2 separate regions of the Sus scrofa genome follow, and region 2 is linked to region 1. The links are chromatin contacts, called in public promoter capture Hi-C maps. All regions are on one chromosome and are shown on one strand. The core of a region is the stretch at or near the end of the contact, and the rest is flanking DNA. Distances in the headings are between cores, read along the strand shown. Region 1 holds the start of PIGA (phosphatidylinositol N-acetylglucosaminyltransferase subunit A). Region 2 overlaps ACE2 (angiotensin I converting enzyme 2).

The links. Promoter capture Hi-C pulls out the DNA fragments that hold promoters and counts their contacts.
Region 2: a contact with region 1 is called in a promoter capture Hi-C map of fetal liver, with 4 times the contacts expected there. The contact joins the enhancer-like site here to the promoter of PIGA in region 1. A contact is called at or near these places in 2 of 5 promoter capture datasets (fetal liver and liver), 9 of 47 Hi-C or Micro-C datasets (brain, embryonic fibroblasts, mesenteric adipose tissue and 4 more) and 1 of 2 datasets of contacts at active chromatin or transcription factors (skeletal muscle).

The regions. Positions count from the first base shown.
Region 1 is chrX:11,884,838-11,889,252 of Sscrofa11.1, reverse strand. It overlaps PIGA (phosphatidylinositol N-acetylglucosaminyltransferase subunit A), which reads left to right and starts at 2,734. Exons shown (of 5, transcript XM_013985923.2): 1 at 2,734-2,860. The coding sequence starts at 2,848.
Region 2 is chrX:12,104,381-12,108,188 of Sscrofa11.1, reverse strand. ACE2 (angiotensin I converting enzyme 2) reads left to right here. Exons shown (of 18, transcript NM_001123070.1): 15 at 879-979; 16 at 2,536-2,652. Among named protein-coding and RNA genes, the nearest start is that of CXH4orf3, 35 kb to the left of the region's middle. Within about 2 kb of position 1,743, at least 5 of the 83 cell types and tissues checked have an H3K27ac peak or open chromatin away from gene starts, as enhancers often do. A contact at or near this core is called in fetal liver and liver, where this site is marked.

The DNA of each region.
Region 1 (4,415 bases), core at 1,485-3,984:
ATGGATAGCTGGTTCTCAGTACAAATGCATCGCCTTCCCACTCCAAAATTATCCAAGAGCTCATTTACATATGAATTTGCAAAGACTTGAATTTCAAGGGAAGGTGATATCTACATTTATTTTATACCTTCTTCATTTATAGGTCATTTTATGCTACCACTGGTACTGATTGCCCTCACATTGTATTAAGTGCAATCAGAAGGCACTGCATGTAAGTATTTTAGTCTAATGCTAGTGGTTTATAAGAAATTCTCTAAAGGCATACCGGATGCCATACATTTAGGCAGAACACTGTAATTAGAATTATCCCCAGATTTATAGCTTAATCCTCCTGCTACAACTTTCTTTTGACTTTTAGAAAATAGCCCTAAATGGAGAGCTTTGCTCAAAGTTTGACTAAAAATGGAGTCTTATAGCCATATGAAATTAGGCTATAAGACCTAATTTCATATGGTCTTGTGAACCGTGTACAGAATCATGATGTATTTGCCTTTTTAATGTTCAATGCCTAGATCAGAGACAAAGAGGATGAATGTTCAATGTTTTCAGGCTTGGTAGGAACAGCTTGCAGGTTTATCGCCCCCCTCCCCCACAGAGACTCCACAACAGTGTGCCTTTACTGATAGCTATTTATAAAGGTTAGCTGATTCTACAGTATTTAAAATACAAGGAACCTTTCAAGAAAAGTGGATTGCTTTTTAAATCATTGTTAAAAGGTATATAAAAGCTAGGAGAGGTGAAGAGCTTTTAAAACACACTATGTTTAATATTCCTTGTATTCACCCCAAAGCCTTTACAGAGTAGGTGCTCAGTAAATGTTTGATGAGAAAGATAGAAAATATGTATTCTCTTTTGAAAATAGCTCACGAGTTTTTTTTTGTTTTTTGTTTTTTGTTTTTTTTTGAAGTATTGGCATCAGGATCTTACAAGATTCATGGTGGAATTTCAAGTGTGTGTTGTGATCAGAATTATGGCAGAGACAAACCAGGGGCTCAGTAAATGAGGCTTAACTCTCATTTATACCCTCCAGAATTTCAGCCCATATTCTTTATCTTAAGACCTATTGCAAAGATGAAAAGGAGACCAAAGCAATGCTGTACCATCTGGTAGTGGTTGTTTCCACCTGTGAAGCCAACTGCAAATTAATAAGCTTGAATAAGTATTCTTGAGCCTAAATCATCTTTATTCTCTGATGCATCAATATTAACACAGGGCAGAGTATCTATTCCCACTTGAGCCTTACTCATTAAAGTTAACTCATTAATACACTTCAAATACTACAACCAAAATGCTCTTTTATTTATATCAGTATGCTGTAATTTTTACAAGGTACACCCCTTGAATTTTTTTCAATACATTTAATTGGGTATATGTATCAGGAATTGTGCAGGTACTGAATAAATTCATTAACACAACAAAAACTTATTTGGTGTCTATTACCAGGAACAGATCCTGCTTCAGCTTACTCTCTGGCTGGGAGGGCAGACATTTAACAAGGAAATACAACTGCCAATTTTCAGAAAGAGGTACATGTGAGATCCCAAGAAGACAGAAGTCTCCAAGGATTACGTTGAGGCAGAAGGGGGGTGGGGTAGTGGGGGTGTGGGTGGCGGTGCAGCAGCCAGGCAAACAAGTTGAATCATCTCTTGATGAATGCTTTACTAGCATATGGCCAAAGTACTATCAAAATATAAAAGAGGGAGGATTTAATTCTCTCTGGAGGTTTGGGGAAGGCATCACAAAGGAGCTGGAATTTTCAGGGATGAATAGGCTTTCTACAGGCTTAAAATGGGTGCTGGAAGCTGTGGTTGATGGTGCTCAGAAAGGCATTTGCTTGACCGGGGAACTCCGTGTACCAACTGTGAGGGGGTGGATAACCACCAGACCACTCCCATTTATTCATTACCCTCTTGGCCAAGCACCATGATAGCCAGTAGAACCAGTTTGAACAGGAGTTGATACTTCAGGCCAGACCTCAGATTTTTTCTCCAGAGTGGAGAGTTGCCAGAAAAAATACAGGATGCCCAGTTAAATTTGAATTTCAGATAAACGACGAATAATTTTTTAGTAAAGTCCCCGATACTAGGGACATAACATAAAAAATTATTTATCTGATATTCAAATTATTTAAAAAATTGACCTGACATTTGTGTATCTTTATTACCTCAGGCAATTCTACCAGAGGGGTAAGAACCTGGGGAATCGGCTGTGGCACAGATAATAACAAAACGCCACCACGACTCCGACTTTCTGTAGCCTTCTCAGCCAAAAGTCTGAATTGGAAGCCACAGAGAACAGGTTTCCAAAATGAGACGCTGTAACTAGGCAACCAAGGCACCAAACCCACCCGTCCGCAAGATCCGCGTTTAGAAGTGCGGTGCATCCTGGGAATGAGTTTTCTAAGTTCGGATTCGCCTCCGGAGGCGACGGGACTACAACTCCCAGGAGCGCGGAAGGGTCCTGTGAAGCACGCTGGGAGTGCCGGTTTTACTCCGTCGAAGGGTCCTGGTGGGCTGGCTCCTTGTTTAGCAAGAGGCCAAGGCCAATTTTGAGAAAATCTCAACATTAAGAATTCATATAAAAGGTTAAACAGAGGATTACTGCTTTCCATCGAAAGAAAACTAGTCTTCCGGAACATCGTGGCGATATGTGCACGCGCGCGCTGACGTTGCAACCCGCGCTGACGGGTGGGGAACTGAGCGTCTCTCCTGCACGTGACCCCAGCGCCTCTTCGTGATTGGTCCTCTCGGGGGCGCGGCGCTCGGGCGCGGACGCCCCGGATTGGTGCTTCGGGGCAGCGGGGTGGGACTCCGGCTGCAGCCGCGGGAGGTCCGGACACTGGCGGCCATGGGACTAGCCGGTAAGTGCGCGTTTGACCTCCCCGGGCTAGCCACTGTCTGCCTCTTTTAGCTGGGACTGAACTGCCCCCAGGAGAGCGTGGCCCACGATGGAGTGGGCGAAGCCGACCCGGTGTAAGGCTCGGAAGTGGGGACCGAGGGTCTTCGGAGTCGAGTGGGGATGAGGGTGCGCTTCGGCGGCCGCGCTGTAGCCGGTTCTGCGACGGTTAACGCGGGCAGAGCGAACGGCTCCGGGACCGCCGGCCTCAACCTTTTGCCCACTCTCTGGCCCTTTTCCTCTTGGGGCCTGGCGAGACCCCGCCTGACTCTGACGGGATCGCTGACTGAGTCGTTTCGTCCCTTCTTTGGCCCTGGCGCTGCCCAGCAACCGCTCAGTGAGTGAAGCCGGGACGGTTCCCTGGGGGTGGGTGAGAGCCCCTTCGCCTAGATTCCGAGGCTCCACCAGGTTTAAGGCTCCTCAGGACTCTCTGCTCCTCAGGACTGTTCAGGGACTCGGTGGCCGTGGCCGTATTTATGACCATCTCGCATTTGCCGCTTAAGTGGCCGGGTGGGGACCTCGGACAAATCGCTCAACTTGTGTGACTTCTCATTTGTAAAATAAGAGCTATCCAGTAGCTCTTTAAGCCTCTCTTCAGCTTTAAAACCTTAAGGTTCTGTGACTGTGACGTTTGTTGGGCTTTTACGCCGTGATGTTAGGCTGATTTCCTCACAAGATATTGCGGATTAATGACAGAACTTTAAATGATTTCATTTGGTTCTTTATTAACTGCTTTCATTATCGCTCATCTTTTAAAATTAAATGGAACTGGAAATTCGGGATTAGGTGACAAACCACAGAGGACGACTTAAAAGTGCAGACTTGAAGAGTGTCATGATTTGGTAGTAGTGAATCTCAATTAGTATTCAGGTCAACAAACACATAATGGAGTGTTTCTAAGACTATTTTTAAAGTAAAGATGACTGTTAATTTGCTTTTTTTGAGTTTGTGGTGAAATCGGAAACTCAGGTTCTAAGGATGGCTTCCCATTGAATAGTTGAGTTTCTGGAAGCATGGAAATCTCAACGTGTAAAGCTGAGGAAGAGTTTCACTCACTTTCCAAGCCTCTCTTTAGCTTTAAACAGCTAAGCATTGATAATCATACTGAATATTGAGCGTCCATTTTGTGCTGATGATCTTGGGAACCCCTGAGCTGAACATCTACTTTAGATGGAGAAAATGGCCCCAGGTCCCTCCCTTTGCATCTCTAGATCAGATTCCAGACGGAAGGGAGGGACGCTCCTGGAGGCAAAACCAAAATAACAAAGGTTAAGAAAATGGAGGGAGCGGCTTGATGTCATCATTCTTGAATAAGGAAGGAGAATGTGGAGGTCTGCGGCGGCGCTGCAGGTGACACTTTAAAAAGCTGCTCTCTGGAGTTCCCGTCACGGCTCAGTGGAAACGAATCTGCCTAGCATCCATGAGGACACAGGTTTGATCCCTGACCTTGCTCAGTGGGTTAAGGATCCAGTGTTGCTGTGAGCTGTGGTGTAGGTCGTAAAGGCAGCTCGGATCCCACG
Region 2 (3,808 bases), core at 494-2,993, 220 kb before region 1:
TGTCCACTGAGCAACAGGCTGCTTTGAGGAGACCAGAAACCACTTTTAGCCACCTACCTTTCAGGGCCAGCATAGCTGCCCCATTCAAGCTATTTCGTGGCAAAGTCTAACTGGATCTTTGCCACTATTTTGAGAACTTGGCTTTTCATATTTTTTTTGAGCATAGAAATAGTAACCCGAACGTTAGTAATGATATTAATAAGAGCAGTAGTACGTGCTATTCCTTGATCTCTACTTCCACCTGCTGGAGCGACTGCTCCTTTCTCTTTCAGCAACTTTTTCCTGAACCGTGCAGATACACAAGCCATTGGTTTAGTGCTGAATATCAAGAACAAGTGACCTTGCTTTTAAAAACATTATCCTTTTCCTTTGAAACTCAAATCTCTTTTACATTTATACACATCTGCAAACTTACTAAAAAAAAATAGTCAAAACTCAGCGTATATGGACATTGTAACCCAAACCAAGGGCTCACCTGACTCCCACCTATAAACCTGACTCCCACCTATAAACCTGACTCCCACCTATAAACCTGCCCTCGGGTGTTTATTTCAGCTGACATCGAACTAAACTGAAAGGGCCAGTGAAGCCAGTGGTTCTCAAAGCGAGGTTGCTGAACGAGCAGTGTTAGCACCACCTGGGAGCTTGTTAGAGCTGCAGGTCCCTGGGTCTTGTCCCTGACCTTCTGAATCAGAGACCCCGAGGCTAGGCCCCCCCGTGTGCCATGGTTGAGCAAGCCCTCCACGCGATGCTGAGGTACTAATGCAGAGTAAGAATCTTTGGAATATTAGACAATTTAAAAATAATGCGGGTGGAGTACCAGGTTGTAATGTGCCCCACAGTCTCTCCTGAGCAGTGTTTTTCTTTTGAACTTGCAGTATGAATGGAATGACAATGAAATGTATCTGTTCCGGTCATCTATTGCCTACGCCATGAGAAATTATTTTTCAAGTGCCAAAAATGAGACCATTCCATTTGGGTGAGTGGATTTGCTGTGCCCTCAAGTTACTCCAGCCAGGGAGTTCCCGTCGTGGCTCAGTGGAAACAAATCCAACTAGGAACCACGAGGATGCAGGTTCGACCCCTGGCCTCGCTCAGTGGGTTAAGGATCTGGCATTGCCGTGAGCTGTGGGGTAGGTCACAGATGCGGCTCGGATCTGGTGTTGGTGTAGGCCGGCAGCTGTAGCTCTGATTCGACACCTAGCCCGGGAATCGCCATATGCCTCGGGTGCAGCCCTAAAGAAAGAAAAGAAAAAGAAAAAAGTTACCCCAGCCAGTAACCCGTGGGTTGGAGAAAATATTATGCTTCAACTTTTCTTCAAGTGAAATTAAGAAAAACTTCCTAATAACGTTTAAACCTCTTAGCTCTCCTGGAACGTGGACCACTCTGTTTAGGGGTGATTGTGGCTTAGTTGACTTGTAGATGGCACGAGCATTGTTACTCAGTGGCCTCTCCTGGCCTCTTCTCCTCCCCTTCCCTCCTCTCTCCTCTTTTCCTCTCCCATTCTTTCCACCTCTCCTCTCATTGAGCTTATATTCTAAAGTGTGTGTTTTATGTGTGTGTGTTGTAGACAATCAACAAAACATGTAGGTGAAATATAGTAGAATTCGATGGTGACAAGGGTGAGGGAGAAAAACAACAGAAAGGGGGCTGGAGACTGCTGGTGTGTGTGTGTTGTGTGTAGAGTTCAATTTTAACTAAAATGGTCAGAGAAGGCCTGTTAATAATTGAGCAAATAGCTGAAGCAGGAGAGAGAGCCAGAGGTGCAGAAAATGAGGGCAGTGTTTCCGTTGGGAAAATAGCAGGTGGAAAGATCCCGAGGAGCAAATATCCTTGACCTGCTGGAGGAGCTGCCAGGAGGCCAGCGTGGCGGGAGCCGAGGGAGCGAATAGAAGACAGTGGGGACTGGGCCACGGGGGTGGGAAGGCGAGGAGAAGGTGCCTGTGCACCTCAAAGCCCTTCCAAGGCCATCGGCTTTGCTGCTGAGTGAGGAAGCCTCTGCGCCCCATGATCTGCCTTGGGTTTCACTGGGCTGCATCTGGTGGCGTGAGAGCGCAGTCCTGCCACATTGTACTGTGAACCCCCCGCCTCCCCCTCCGCGTGGGGGTGGCACGAGGTCTTTTGCTGGGAGGGGCAGAGCTGGAAGATGTAAACGCACCACTCCTGCCCATGGAACCGAGCCCTTGCCGCCCACCATGCTGTTGATCACAGTCCTTGGTCGCCACTGACTCCTTGCTGATGCTGCTGCGGCTTCCCGTTTGAAATATTTCTATCCTTGAATAAAAAAAACCTATGGTTCTTATGTGATGGCAGAACCAGTAGTGCCAAGACTTGCCATCTCAACCTGCATAGATGAGTTCCTGTGCTTTGGGCCGTGTTAAGGCTGAGTGGACCGGCGGGCCCTTCCATTGCCGGCCCTGCCCGTGTCCCTCTCCCTCAGCCCGGGGTCCTCCCCCACGCTGCTTTCCCCAGCAGGAGCTCTGGACAGCGTCCTCTGTGCCAGCGGGGAAGCTGTGTCCTTTGTTTCTCCACAGGGCGGAGGACGTGTGGGTGAGTGACTTGAAGCCAAGAATCTCCTTCAACTTCTTTGTCACCTCACCTGCCAACATGTCTGACATCATTCCCAGAAGTGACGTCGAAAAGGCCATCAGGTAATGACGTCCTTTCCAGGGCCAGGGGCTCAGCTGGGGGCGCAGCAGCAGGAACTACTAGTTGGCGTGTCCCCAGGCGCCCGGCAGTGTCCCGGGTCATTTACATGTTGTCCTTCATCTTAAAAACGCGGGTCTGAACTCCAGGAGGATCTCGTAGCAGGGGGGTTGTCTTAACTGAGTTTCCCCAGGTGCAGGTCCTTAGACAAGGGTTGGAGTGTTGGAAGTCTGTTTGGGAGCTGATCTCAAGAGACGCTGATGGGAGTTCCTGTCATGGCACAGTGGTTAACGAATCCGACTAGGAACCTTGGGGTTGCGGGTTTGATCCCTGGCCTTGCTCAGTGGGTTAAGGATCCGGCGTTGCTGTGGCTCTGGCATAGGCCGGTGGCTACAGCTCCGATTAGACCCCTAGCCTGGGAACCTACATATGCCGTGGGAGCGGCCCTAGAAAAGGCAAAAAAAAAAAAAAAAGAGGCGCTGATGGAGGAATGCGGGGAGGAGACAGAGAGCAGAAGGAAGGCAGTAAGTGAGCAGGTGACACTGGGCAACCAGCGTTCCATCCTCCTGGGGATTCTGAGAGGCCAGCGTAAGAAAAGGCACCTGAACTGGGCCATCCGCGCTAGGTGCTTATACACCAACTCCCATCAGCCACTGGTTGAGACGTGCTTACAGGTGACAGTCATTCCCCAGCATCGCCGGCCTGCACACAGGGCCCCATCTCATGGCCTGAGAATGCTCTCGCGCAAAGGCGGCAGGTCCCGGCTGAAGAAAGCCTGGCCAGCACGTCTGGAAAACGCTAAGGGCAGAGGGGCCGTGGACAGGTGTTTTCATCCTTTGCTTTGGGGACTTTGCCGTAGGCTTCTTTTGAAGACAAGGTAGGCCAGCCTAGGATTCCTCACACCCTGGTTAGCCTCCCCACCAGCAGAGGGACTTGCGGTCGGCATTGACTGTTTAGAAGGAACAGTTTTCTGTGTCATAGCTGCTTCCCAAAACAGCAAGACTGAAGACTGCATAGATGTAGAGGTTTCCCCTGGTCTTAAAAAATAAAACTCAAAACTCAAAATAAAAAATAAAGCTTGCACTCCCCGTGGTACACAAGTTGCTCACGAGGTGGCGCTCCTGAGCTGCCAGTCACCTCCGGAAGCAGAGCCAGAGCTGC